2 separate regions of the Zea mays genome follow, and region 2 is linked to region 1. Evidence: chromatin contacts called from public Hi-C data. All regions are on one chromosome and are shown on one strand. Each heading gives the region's core, a stretch centred on a gene start, on an enhancer-like site or on the middle of the called end of the contact. The rest is flanking DNA. Distances are from core to core; before and after follow the strand shown.

Region 1 (3,718 bases), core at 395-2,894:
GTGAACCGTTGATCACGAAGGGTCCAAGGCTGACATGCATGTTTGCTGACGGATGTCACTCTCCCGAGTCAACATCTGTCACGCATGCAATGCAATGCAACCAGTTTACATGACTTGAAGAATCGGATGAGCTGAGCAATTGCATGCGGCGGCGTGGCGGTCTTTAATTTATTAGGATGTGTTTGGTTGAATGTATACCAGGGGATGAAAAATCTAATTATAGTTTTTATAATGTTTGGACGAGAGTTACGTAGGAACGATATAAACACCTGAGTAGTTTTGGTAACAATGTGTAGTTTTGGTGATGATGTGATAAAAAAAATCGAGAGAACAGTATCGCCTTCGCCCATCCTACTTTGACCTCAAACTAAATATATTAGCTTACGGCTCGCTCCTAGAGTCTCTAGTTTGCATGACTTCAACTCACGGAGTTGACTCGGGCGGCAGTACACTCTGTTTAGTATTTTGCAAGGAAAGAAAAAAAAATGAACAGAAGCGAAGCTCCAAAGGATTCTTGTTTGACATCAATCATTTTAGGCCCCGTATACAGAAGACACTCCCCCCACACCCACCCCATTTTAGTATTTTGGTTGACACTCATTTTATATCTGTTTGGGAGATCGGGGTGGGTTAGGCGCTGCGCATGTTGCGAGGGTGGCTCTCAGCTCTAGCCATCAATCATCGATCGGTCTTCACACATTGGACACCCGGAGAAAAGAAAACGGTAATCATTCAGTTCAGAGGCACCAAACTGATCGAGTTCACATGCATCCATATGCATGCACAGAGACAGAGAAACACAAGCAGTGTAGCTAGCTAGAGGGGAGCACTGCAGCCTGGACTGGCGACGAATTCTGTTCCATTTTACTACGTACATTCATGTATCGCTTCCACTTTACATAGAGCTGACTAGATTCAGACAAGATTCAATGATGGGTTCTGACGTCTCACCAAACAAAACATGCATAATACTGTGGACCCACTACAGTTCAAACTTCAATCAGCTAAGCACAGCAGCAGCTACAGCTGGAGTACACAGACACAGCAGCACACAACACGCGCGCCCAAAAAGGGAGAAGAACACGACCACCAGCTTCTTCCGATCCTATCCTCCAATTTTCTCTTCCAAAGCTCCAATCCCAAAGAACAAGACAGTTGTTGCCGGTGAGATCGACTGGCCGGTCAGTGCGTCGGCGGCGAGGAGGGGTCGTCCGGCGACGGGACCATGCCGCCGTGGGTGTTGGTGTTGGCAGTGGGGGGCCCGTAGTCCGTCGTCGTGTACGCCATCATCGCCTCCGGAAGCAGGCGGCCGCCGCCGAGGGGCGCGCGCCGCACCTGCACCTTCCGCGCTTCCACCAGCCCTGCGCTCCATCACAACCCAACACAGCGACGGCATCACTTATACGGAATCGGAAGAGCAGGCAGCAGCGCTAGCTAGCCTGGCCGGGCGCGCGGCGGCCGCGTCAACCTTACCTTGCGAGCAGGAGAGCACGAGGAGGGCCGCCACCAGGAGGAGAGCGAGAAGCCTCTGCTGCGCCATTGCGGTTGTTGGGACGATCGAGGAGGACGAAGAGTAGAGTGGTGGTACCCGTGGGCTTTAAATGACGCTTTCGGAGGTTTCGAAACTGCCGGGTCGCTTGCGTACGCCAGCCGGGTCAGCTTCACCCGCCTAATTTTACGTGCCACACCGCCGGCACCACTGCGGCTGTCACCTTGGGGCCAACTGCCCACCGCTGGTCCCTCTGACTTTCCGGCCCGTTTTCCAGGATGGATGGGCCAGCGGGCCGCCTCACCAAGGCCGGCGTTGGGCTGAGGATAATTTTTTTGGGAGAGAGGGGCAAAGGAGATTTGAGTTCAGAATTCGGACGCGTTCGGATTTGAGCCCACGTCGTCCTGACCAAAATTTGGCCAGTCGCCGTGATCCCGTGACGTTTGGATTCCAGCCGTGTAGGTCCAATACCAAGCTTACCTATAACAATATATATAGGGTGAAAACGGATCCTGCCTTAATGTATTTTAATTAGATTCGGAATCGGATATAGATATTTAGAAACGAGATTGATACGAATACAAAGATCGAATGTTAACTCGGACTGATAAGTGATAAATACATATATTATTTGGCCGGATAAATGCATATACCGGATACTTGGCGGATAAAACATGAATTGATTATCATTAACTACAATTAAGTTCAGACATAAGACATCTGTCGTGGTTTCAGAAAATAGAGACGGTAAGATTTGTGTTTGGCGGGGATGCTAGCGCAGACTCACTCCAAATGGTGAATCGTTGAGTCTCGAGCGATGGATTTGAGACGGTGGATTATTCTGGCTCAAGCTTGCGTCATAATCTCGTGTAGTGTTGATCGTAGTATTGTTGAGGACGTGTTACAACTGGTGTGCCTGTGTGTTCAGAAAAAGAGGGGGTCCTTCCCTTTTATAGTTTAAGGGCTGGACTCTACAATGAGGACTTGCATTCTGTTGGGAGGAGCTCCACTGGCGACCCTTAGGCAACGTGGTTCCTCTGGTGCTGCCCGTAGGGTCGTGCGTAGCCGTACTCCCATTATAGCGTACTGTCTCGTTCGCTCGTCATACGGGTTCTTTTTGTCGGTCTTTCGCTAACATCCTTGTGATAGTGCGCGAAGGGTCCCGCGGGTAAGTCGTATGGAGCAATCACGCGTCGTGCGGTCTTGCCTGTCGTCACAAGCCTACGTCACTCGTTGGTGTGCGTAGGCATACACCCAGTATGAAGCTCCGATGCTGAGGTATTTTATGATCAGGGTCGTTCGGTCCTTCGAAGATGTGGAAGCACATTTTGGGACCGTGCTCCGGAGGTGTGTTCATGTCTTTAGCGGTTTCTCGACGTGCCTACGACCTACCATTCGGATGACTGGCCATGGCCCGAGATGTCATGTATTGTCTTAGTAGGCGTGGATTTTGAGACGTTTGACTTGGGTTTCCATCTTGCTTCTCTTCCTTGGTTAAGACCTAGTTAAGACAGCTCTGCCTCGCGGTCTTGCTCAACAAGGACCTGCTCAGTCGCTCCACTCCACGAACTTGCTCGATAGTGACTTGGTCGGTCGCTCCACCTTGCGGACTTGCTCGGCAGGGACCTGATCAGTCGCTACGCCTCGCGGACTTGCTCGAAAGGGCTTGGTCGGTCGTTCCGCCTCGCGATCCTACTTGATAGGGATTTGGTCGGTCACCTTGCCTTGCAGACTTGCTCGACGAGGACCTGGTCAGTCACCTTGCCTTGTGGACTTGCTCGATGGGGACCTGGTGGTCGCTCCGCCTCGCGGACTTGCTCGACCGGGACCCTGTCGGTCGCTCTGCCTCACAACCTTGTTTGGTAGGGATTTGGTCAGTCGCTCCGCCTCGCAGTCCTGCTCGACATGGACCTAGTCGGTTGCCTTGCCTTGCATACTTGCTCGATGGGGAGACTTTGGTCGGCAAGAAGCTAATGTTTTATGGGCCTTGCTTTGGGTACCATGTTCTTAGGTACCCAACAGCAGCCCTCGAGCCCCTAAGAAATTTGCATGAATTGCTTGGAGGTTTATTGCTCAGTACAGGGACGAACCCTGCCTACGGTGGTCATCACACACTGAGTGTGGGCCCACTTTTGCTCATTTATTTCTGATGGGCGTCAGAATCTCGGGTGCGTGTGGGCGCATCTGCTAGATGTAGCCCCCGAGCCCCCGATCAATTCATGTGAATTG
Region 2 (3,718 bases), core at 415-2,914, 260 kb after region 1:
ATAGACATAACAAAGATCAATGGGTCGAGCAGCGTTAAAATATGAGCATGTATGATCCACAAGGGATGCAATATAACTATCAAGTACAAATAATCAAATGTGGTACCTTTGAAGAGAGCCAACTGTTTCCTTCCATTTCATAGTAGTCACTTTGGTCATCATAAACTTTAGTCCTTGCTGCAGCATTTCTATCATAGTCAACAAGCCTCTTTGCATATGCTTCAGCTGCAGTTTCTGCTTCGGAAAGGGGTAGCCCAACATCACTTAGACCAGCATAAGTGCTACCTTCCTTCAAGACAAGTGCGCCACAGAAACTACAGGGTCCCTCGCCCTCTTGTTCACACACAATTTTGCCACATGATAAGCAGTTGCTGACAAGGTCATGTTGCCGTGCTTGGCATGAACAAGGTTTCCCCTGCTTGAAGACAATAGAACCTTTTGCTGCCTCAGCGAGGGAAATGACCTTTGCTCCTTTCTTTTTTGAACCTCTCTTGGAAGGAACTTGTGATTCTGCAATTTCTGATTGACTCTTAGAACTCTGACTAGAAGAAGATGCTGAATCTTTTTGCGTGCGTGTTTGTTTCTTTGTTTGTGTAGTTGCTGCATCAGCTGAAGGCTTAACATAAGGCTGAAGGTTAGATGACTGAAAGCTCTCAGTTCCATTTGAGGAACCAATGTGACCCCTCCTCCGCAAGTATTCTTGAATGATGTCCTGAGCAGCTTCTTTCCCAATAAAATTCTGCACCATTAAAGGTGCAAACCATGAGAAATGTTTATGTCAACTAAGCTACAGCAGTCTCAACATTTGTGCTTGAAAAGTCATGATGTACTGATGATGTGGCTTGAAAACAAGTGGTACAAAACACATACAACAAAACAAAAGAACTAATGGAAGGAGAGATTGAGCTACAACGGTACTAATGAAGTAATGCAAACTGGCCAACTGAGAGTGTAGTTTTGAGAAAATAATAAATGAGAAAGAAAGGGAAAAATGCTAAGGGCACACTAGTTCAACTAACATGGCCTCATGGGTATTTGGGCAAAGCGTGTTTAGTTCATCCTTTTCAAGTTCGAGATGAACATAAAGAGACATATAACATATTACACTGAGAAATGTGTTCCTTGATTTTGAGAGAATAGTACATACACATCAATCAGACAAGCGACAAACAGCACAAGATTTTGCATCAGAATGAGAAGACAATGCAAAAATGGCAGTGGAATCAATTAGACAAGTGACAAACATCACATGATTTTGCATCAGTATGAGAAGGCAATGCAAAAATGGCAGTGGAAATAACAATCTACCTTCACATCAAGCCTTAAAGAAACCAGATAGTTTTGACCAAAATTCACACCCAGCAGCAGAACAATGATCAGCATCTCGTTATGCCCTAGACACTACATGACACCCAATGGCGCTTACAATACTGCATCAGGATATAAATCTCAGTCATGACGGGAAAATTCATTGAAGCACTTGAATTTTGTACCCATTATAGAAAATTCCTAAGACTCCCAATAACATGAAGCTGAGGCATTTTAGATAATTCAATCATCCGCTCCATACAACGAAAGCCGTACAAACCCAGATCCCAATAGCACAGCAATCTGGGAGCAATCGCCCAATACACACACCGTCCAAATGGATGGACACTGGAGAACGAACCTCGAGATAGCTGGTGGCGTCGGAGGGAGGCGCGAGCTCGCAGAAGGAGACGAGGCCCGAGATGAGATCCGAGTCGAACTCCAGCGAGCTGCCCTTACGCTCCCGAAGTTCCTGCAGCGCGCCCTTGAGCCACTCGCCGGACGTGCTCGCCGACGTCGCCATCGCCGCCGCCAACACAAGCGGACAAGAAGGCCTAACTTCTCTTTTGCTATGCGGACCCTCAATCTATAGGATATTTCACGAGTACCTTTACAACTTCTGTTTTCACCTGGTAGTGTGCATGATTTTCTAAAGACTCCTCATCTTATCCCCGCTAAGCCGCGAGACAGCAGAGCAGAGGGGGCAGTGCAGAAGGCATGTTTCCGATGGCGTCTTCCTCACTGTCGTCGCCGCCGCTATCACTTATCCTCCTCCGGCCGCTCCCGTGCATACCCGTCCTCCTCTTGAGACAAAGGAAGCCATTCCCAGCTGTCCGCGTAGAAGCAAGGTCTCAGCAGCGGTTGCAGCGGAGGCCGGTGACTGGCCAGTGGAGGAGGAGCTGCAGAAGGGGCGGAGGCTACGCGTGTTTCTCCTACAATGCCAAGAACAAGACGCCCCCGCCTTCAGATAAGGTGATGCTCAAACGTTCCATTTCTTTATAACCTCCTGAATTAAACACAACAAATACATGCTCCGGTTGTGAATAACAAAGGGAATTAGGGATGCAGTATGTTAAGTGTAGAATTTAGCTTCCGGAACAAGCTAGGAAAATATACTGTCTGCGCACCATCCTATTCTGAACCACTGTGTAGCTGAGCGTTTGTTTCGTTGACTGCATGCGAGGGACGTGGTCTGCATAAGCAGATGTAAAGTAAGTTATTTTGAGACCATTTCCTTGCATCTGCACGTACGCCCAGAATTATCGTGTCTTGTCGGCCTGGCTGACGCGAACCTGGGTGCGCATGCGCAACAAACCAATCAGTATATGGATGCACCAGAGTAAGCGTTCAGGAATCCATATAAGATTGTAAAAGCAATGTATGTAGTGGAATCCTGGACATTTGTGGACTTTAGATGCATTTCGCCTATTCCAACTTTCATCATGTTTTTGTGGTGACTGGCGTGGATCTTGTGACATTATCTGTGCCTAAGCAGAGTTCAGACGAGTGGGCGATCGTTCGCCGATGGGATGTGCCATGGGAATGGCAAACTGTTGTGCTCAGCATGGTAGGCTGTGGAGTAAGGTAAGCCATAACCTTTGCGCATCAGGTATTTGAATTTTATGTTGTATAGAGTGAGGCTCGCAAGTTTGATTTTACTGTACATGTGTATTGAATAAATCATTCTGAGTGTTCTTTAGACAGCTTTGTTCTGACAGGATTGGTTGAGCAATTGGCTTTGCAAGAACTGGGATTTAAAGCTGTGGAGGCAACTATAGATGAGAAGGCAGAAATACTCTTCTTTGGGCAGCTGTATGATACATGTTTTTTATGCATATGTGCACAAGACCTTTCAATTCCCTTGATGGCAAGCTGATTATCTTCCACCACTAAATGACATCACAAATTGCCAAAAAAGATTTATATTTTGCTTTTGTACTGTTCTGTGCAGGAGTGTGACAGTAGTAGTGCTTGGTGTTATATTTGGCATCACCAACACTTTTCGACCATTCCCAGATGATGTGTTTCGTTATGGTCAGGGCTCACTCTTGTTACCTTGGTCACTGAATAAAGTTGTTTTCGTGCAAGTAGAGAACCATTTTTTTTATCATGGAAGCTATTTTGTCATGTGGAAAGTATAGTGTGATATTTCTATGGAATTTGAATCACTTTCTAAATTGTAATTAACAATCTAAATTTATTCTCTTTTTCATGGTTGATGCTTCTCAAAGTTTAAAATATGATCAATAGTTGCTTCTATAACATCTTTATCAAAGAATACAATTATATTTATACGAGAATGTTGTTGAACTTTCAGATATTAAAGAACCGTTCAAGCTGCAAAATGGATGGCTTTTGTGGGCTGGAATTGGTCTCTTTGGAGCAGTAATTTCTATTGCCTTAGCCGGAG

What was found. A called contact is a pair of places that touch in the nucleus more often than the background predicts.
Region 2: a contact with region 1 is called in a Hi-C map of leaf, with 2.7 times the contacts expected there. The contact joins the promoter of LOC100274063 here to the promoter of LOC100304006 in region 1. A contact is called at or near these places in 9 of 25 Hi-C or Micro-C datasets (bundle sheath, ear, endosperm and 3 more).

What each region holds. Positions count from the first base shown.
Region 1 is chr7:116,015,551-116,019,268 of Zm-B73-REFERENCE-NAM-5.0, forward strand. LOC100304006 reads right to left here and starts at 1,645. Exons shown (of 2, transcript NM_001329106.1): 1 at 1,474-1,645; 2 at 843-1,361. The coding sequence starts at 1,540. The coding sequence ends at 1,183.
Region 2 is chr7:116,277,499-116,281,216 of Zm-B73-REFERENCE-NAM-5.0, forward strand. It overlaps LOC100274063, which reads left to right and starts at 1,665. Exons shown (of 10, transcript NM_001148442.1): 1 at 1,665-2,280; 2 at 2,804-2,892; 3 at 3,013-3,120; 4 at 3,260-3,342; 5 at 3,626-3,718. The coding sequence starts at 2,026. It overlaps LOC100193257, which reads right to left and starts at 1,898. Exons shown (of 4, transcript NM_001138406.2): 1 at 1,670-1,898; 2 at 107-739. The coding sequence starts at 1,831.